Linked DNA regions of Gossypium hirsutum: region 1 is linked to region 2. The links are chromatin contacts, called in public Hi-C maps. All regions are on one chromosome and are shown on one strand. The core of a region is the stretch at or near the end of the contact, and the rest is flanking DNA. Distances in the headings are between cores, read along the strand shown.

Evidence for each region. A called contact is a pair of places that touch in the nucleus more often than the background predicts.
Region 1: a Hi-C map of petal shows a contact between it and region 2, with 3 times the contacts expected there. The contact joins the promoter of LOC107903817 here to the promoter of LOC107948484 in region 2. A contact is called at or near these places in 2 of 34 Hi-C or Micro-C datasets (leaf and petal).

Annotation. Positions count from the first base shown.
Region 1 is chrD05:53,409,613-53,412,983 of Gossypium_hirsutum_v2.1, forward strand. It overlaps LOC107903817 (ethylene-responsive transcription factor ERF070), which reads right to left and starts at 1,492. Exons shown (of 4, transcript XM_041092162.1): 1 at 634-1,492; 2 at 492-530. The coding sequence starts at 1,312. The coding sequence ends at 884.
Region 2 is chrD05:53,101,977-53,105,148 of Gossypium_hirsutum_v2.1, forward strand. LOC107948484 (NAC domain-containing protein 21/22) reads left to right here and starts at 1,464. Exons shown (of 6, transcript XM_016883048.2): 1 at 1,464-1,834. The coding sequence starts at 1,666.

The DNA of each region.
Region 1 (3,371 bases), core at 242-2,741, 310 kb after region 2:
AACACAAGTTACAAACATCACATTCACATAAACTCCATCCATAGATCCACTCGACGAATTGAGCTTCTTGCTTTGAAATTTAACCATTTTATATCCTATAAAATTACTTCTGGTCTAAATTTCAAAAACATTCGCTGTACTCTATCAGTAATGGGGAAAGTGCATAATTAACTTAAACATCTATATTTGATAAGTACTAAGAATCCCAATTGCTTCAACTTTCACTCATTTACAAATCAATAACTATTCATTCACTTCTATATTAGAAGACAAAAAAATCCTTAAAAATCTACCGACTTTAGAAATTTAACACAAATTGATCGGTGATAGAATAAAAATTTCCAATAACAAGAGTCAAAATATGTACAAGAAAACAACTGACGTGATGGCTACCTCCAAGAACTCAAAGTAACATAAAAGAACATAAAAACAAAAATGGTAAAGAAAATTTCAAAGAAACAAAAACCAAGTCAAAGCAAGGACATATGTACCTTTAGCAGATTGGTTTTCTTTGCTTTACATTCTTCCACCTGAAAAAAAAAACAAAATATGAAATAATCGCGTTGCTCGTGGCAGTTCAATTTCTGACACCATTTTTAAGGTTTACAAGAGGAGAAAGGATGGTGAAATTACCTTGAACTTTGAACGCTTCTTCAAATTTAGTTAACAAAAATCGTTAGTTCTAGTTTACAAAGTAGGAAATGGTGTTAAAAAAGATGTACAATATCATGATCCGATGAAGGAGAAAACAAGAGGAACAAATGTTCGCAGGTTATTACATGCATAAAGTCAAAGATACAAAAACTAAAAAGCCCTAATAACATAAACATCGAGAACACCAAAGGGCAAAAGGGGATAAAGAAGGTTAACATTTACAGAAAATTCAGGACTGAACAGCGTTGCAATCAAGCAACTTAAAGTTAGTAGGAGCGTTAGGTCCACGCAGCTTAACCGCCGCTTGATCATAAGCAACGGCAGCTTCTTCCGCCGTATCGAAAGTCCCCAGCCAAAGCCTCATCCTCCTTCCGTCCCTAATCTCCGCCGCCCATCTCCCCCACGGCCTTTGTCTAACCCCTCGGTACCTCTTCACCTTGCTCTGGCTCGACCCAGCTATTACGTCGTTCTCTTTTGTCGAAACTCCGATAGTGATTTCGTTGACAAGCTTTTTCTTCGGTCGCTTTTGGATTTTCTTCGGAGAGGCCGCTTCTTCGTCGCTGGAAGAGTCGGTAGCGTCGGCGTCGGTAACGGTAATTCGGACAATTCGCCGGGAAATCGGTTGTTGGGGTTTTCCGTTCGGCTGCGGCGGCGACATAATTTTAGGGTTGTTTTTTTTTATAATTTTTTAAATGAGAAAGAAGGTGAAATTATTTGGTTCATATTTAAATTTATTTTTTGTGTTGGAATATTCTTTTGAATTAAACCGTGCAGCGTGCCATTCCGGCACTTCCACCAGTACGCTCCTACATAAAAAGTTTACAAAATGCTTATAGGTTACCGGTTAAAATAGAGATTTTAAGAATTTTGATACAATGTTTGAGGTTTGGTTATATTGATAATAAAAATAAAAATAAAAATAAAAATAAAAAAGTTTTAGGTATTTTGATAAATTAATTATTTTGGTAAAATGTTAGATATTTTAGTAAGTTCATATAAAAATTGATAAATTGATAGAAATATTGATAAAATCTTAGATAATTTGGTAAATCCAAAAAAATATGGGTAAATTCATACAAATTATGATAAAATCATTAGAAATATTGATAATTGTTAAGATTTGGTATACCATTAGAAATTTTGAAAATATTAGTAAAATCTTCAAATATGTTGATAAATCCTTAGAAATATTGGTAAATCTTTAGATATATTGATAAGTCATTGGATATTTTGGTAAAGTTAGAGAAATTTTGGTACTTGTTAAGATTTGGTATAAGGTTTAGAAAATCTGGAAGTATTTGTAAAATTTTAGAAATTTTGGTAAATCGTTAGATATTTTTGTGAAACATTAAAAATTTTGGTAAATCATTAGATGTTTCGGTAAAACCTTAAAAATTTTGATAATTTGTTAGACATATCGGTAAATCCTTATAAATTTTGATAAACTGTTAGATATATTTGTAAATCGCCAAATATTTTGGTAAATTCATAGAAATATTGGTAAAGTTTCAAAAATATTGGTAAATCGATGGAAATTTTGATATATTGTTAGATATTTTGGTAAATTCTCAGAAATATTGGTAAATTGTTAGATTTATTGGTAAGTCCTTAGAAATTTTGGTAAATCATTAGATATTTTGGTAAAGTCATAGAAATTTTGGTATTTGTTAAGACTTCACATGGTGTTTAGAAAATTTGAAAATATTGGTGAAGTCTCATAAATATTGATAAAAAGATAAAAATTTTGATAAATCGTTAGATATATATTGGTAAGTTCTTAGAAATATTGGTAAAGTCATAGAAATTTTGGTAATTGTTAAGACTTGATGTAGAATTTAGAAAATTTGGAAATATTAGTAAAATCTTAGAAAATATTGGTAAAATGATAGAAAATTTGGTAAATTGTTAGATATTCTGGTAAATGTAACACCCCAAACCTAGCATAGGAGTTCAAGCCAAATCTGGACGGGTTGCACCAACGTATTGAAAATTGATTTCAGTAATTATTCAGAAAATATTCAAAACTTTACTTGATTCGTGGTGAAAACTCTTTTCAAAGTTTCACGTTGAGAATCAAAATTCATTTTGTCGACTTGAGTGATTTTGTAGTTTAGTGTTAGAAATTATCAACTACTGATGAATTTAGCAAAAACTAATACGAGCTCAGAAATAGATTACAAACTCAAAAGACCAAAATTTTTTTTACATTATTGCAAAACAATCCTAGCTCCCACACACCATCCGGTCCAAAGTTAGAGACTTACTTGAACACACAAAGACAAAACAAAAGGTGAGCTATAAAGCCCAGTGTATAACCAACATCAATTATAGTTAACAAAACATAGTATATAAATCAGAATAAACACAGCGAATCTAATAGCAAGTGTAATATAATAGAACAACACAACCCAACTAGAACAGGACAAAGCAGAACAAACAGAACAGAGCAGAGCAGAATAGGACAGAACAAAGCAAAACCAAACAGAGCTATGCAGAGGATGTGTGTTATGCAGATGCGGTATTTTTCAAACAAATCAGAATATAGATTTATCATAAAACATCCTACCCAACTCCACTACATACCAAAATAAAGTTCCCCCAAAACTTGTCCAGCCGAATCACACTAATAGATAATTGTGTTCAATGCTACCAGTATTTTGCAATTAAAACTGCTAGATTAAATACATGTGGTCAAGCCACTATAGCGCAGGCAAGCT
Region 2 (3,172 bases), core at 214-2,713:
TTCACGACCTAGAAAATGGAATTCTCTCATCACTCTCCGTTGGTTGATTCATGGATCCAATACATTCGCGGTTATTTTTTTTAAAGGTTTAGATTAGATAATTCAATGACTACTATGTGTGCCGACAATATGCTCCAATGATTGTGAATTTTTTCGTCCTTTACTTTGTGTCGGAGTTACAAAAGGATTAGAAGAATTAGTCATTAAGATTGCAAAAATATGGACATGTTTTAATTTTATTGGTTCGACCCATATCCTATGTGATCCAAAGGGTCAATCTAATAATTTTTCACAAAACAGTTATTTGCCTATTTAATGCCATATATTTACTTATCCCATACAATATTTACCATAAGTTTTTCTAATATTTATGAATACTCCTCTATTTAATTACTTCATTATTCATTCATTTACTATTATTTTAAATTTTTCATGCTATCAAAATAAATAATCGAATTTATCATTTTTTACTACTTCAAATTAACTCAAATATGTAACACATCAAATCTTATGTGATGGTCGTCCCAAGTGTGGCCTAAGTTTGAGCTGTACCAGTTGCATTTATTGTTTGAGTTTTGTTTTGTTATTGTAATTCACCTTATATATATCAATAAAATTTATTGTTGTAATCACACAATAAATTACTTATATGAAAAGAAGAGACAATATTTTCCATATTTTGAAAACTATAATAATATCATACGATAAAACTTTTAATTATTTAAATTTTAAATAATACACACTATCAACTTATACATTATACAAGTGTATATAAACTAGTTAAAAGAATATAAGATACTAGTTGAATATGAAAAGATACCCACTTCAAAGGGTATAATATCAAGAAGTATAATAATTTAAAATTTATTATTTCAAGGATTTAATAATAGAAAAAAGTAATAAATATTGTTTAAAAGAATTTATATATATAAATACAAGTGATGACTATCGTCAGAATAAATGAAAAATAAAATGTATATGTATTTTCGTTGTAGGATTTTTAGTGTATGGCAATTGATTGGTAGTATTGAGAATTAATTGAAATATGGGTTGTAGGATTTTTTTTACCCTTTACTTGTAATAGCATAGTAAAATGAAAAAAAAAAGGTGGGTGTTGTGATTTTTATAAATATCTAATTTTAAGAATTCTCATTATAATTTTTATCATAATTAAAAAAAATATTGAAGAAACTATCACTTTATAGGAGTTAAAAATTGAGTTCACAATTAGAAAGGTATGGGTAAAACAAAATGTAAATTATTGGATTTGATGAGGCCAGCATAAATTTTTTCCCCATTTAATTTGGTTGTATGGGCCAACTTTATCATGAGAGGTTCTCGTTTTCCTTTAGAATTTTAAAGGAATGAAAAGGACACAATGACGAAAGAGGGTTTTGTATAATTACAATTTAGAAGCATATGCATATATATACAAAAGCCAGTAGGTTGGCAACAATTGCCAAATTGCTGATGATAGCTGAGGTCTGAAATCATCCAAATAATTAACACCTAAGCCTTTGTATCCATTTTACCCATTTGACTTAACTTGTTTATTTATTCTCCTAAGGCTTCCCCCTTCTTCCCTGCCTTCTCCTTATCTCAAATACCTCATTTTTGCAAAGCCAATTTTCTTTCTGTGTTTGCCTCTATTGAAGCTTTAAAAATATGAGTAACATAAGGTTGGTAGAAGCCAAGTTGCCAGCAGGGTTCAGGTTCCATCCTAGAGATGAAGAGCTTGTTTGTGATTATTTGATGAGGAAGGTGGCTTTAACTGATACCTTCCAACTCATGATTGAAGTTGATCTCAATAAGTGCGAGCCCTGGGATATTCCTGGTATGATCATATTTATCATACGATTTAATTATGCTGGGTAAACTACACCATTAGTCATGGGCTGTTAAAATCAATGATTTATGCTTTTCTCTATTCGCAGTGTTTGCACCAGTCGAAAGCCCTTTCTCTCATTCTCTTTTACAATTCAGTTTTGTTTTTCATAAAATAACTTTAGACATCACAAATCTGTGAACCAAAGCTTTTTTCTTTGATCTTCAACACTGACCGTCAGATCAACTTGAATTTAAAGTATGTTCTACTGATCCACCTCACTGATCAGCAAATCATTGTTTGGAGCTCGTTGGCAAAACTTTAAAAGAAAAAAAACTTAACCACCCAATAACTTAAATAAAAATTTTCGAATAATTCAATGATAAAACAAAAACTTATTTATAATTTAATGATGAATGGTGTAATTTACCCATATGTTTTTTGTTTCTAAATTTAGTGAAGATAGTCTTTGAGCATGAAATATAGGCATGCATCCATCAAATTTCTTTCAATCTAATTCTTCACGGGTTTTACAAGAATAGTTTCAGTTTTTGCATTCCATGACTGATACAAATATAATTGATTCTTTTTTCCAATTCTTAACATATTTAAGAGACCATATTTCATGTCAATATTTAAATTTGTGTCCAATATAATATTAGATATGAATCTCATAAGAGAGAATTTATATATATATATATTTGAGTGACAGGCGAATCAAGGATATGTTTCAGTTTTCCATTTTGTGGTGGGAAAATGTCTACATTCAGACATAGTTCTTAACGAAATTAAATAAAACGTCTTTCTTGATTATAGCAATGAAGTTGATATAGATATTATGAAAATATATTTACTATTATCATGAATATCTCTTTTTCTTTTTCTTTTTTTGGGGTACAAAATTGTCAAAGAATATTAATGGACTCCGAGAATTACCACTACTTTTCAACTAATTACTCTTAAGAAAAATGTAAAAAAAATTTAATTAGTAAACTAAAATACCTTGCTTCAAATATAAACCCTAGTTTAATATAATATAGTAAACTAAATACCAAATTTACATGAATAATTTCTAATTAAAATTTGACAGCTTTGATTAATTAGTTTAGCCTAGAATCAATAATTTTAGGTTAAAATATATTATAAGTCCATAAAGTCTTCACAAATTTAAAATTTAACCCTTGTATTATTATTTTCAAAAATTTAATCTCTATTTTTTAAATTTTAAAACTATATAAAATTTTTAATTTCTGGAGGCACCAGGGCCCTGCCTCCTCTCCTGCTGTCCCTGCTTAAAGCATATTTTTATCCATAATTTTGATACTAAATTATATTTTCATAAAATTT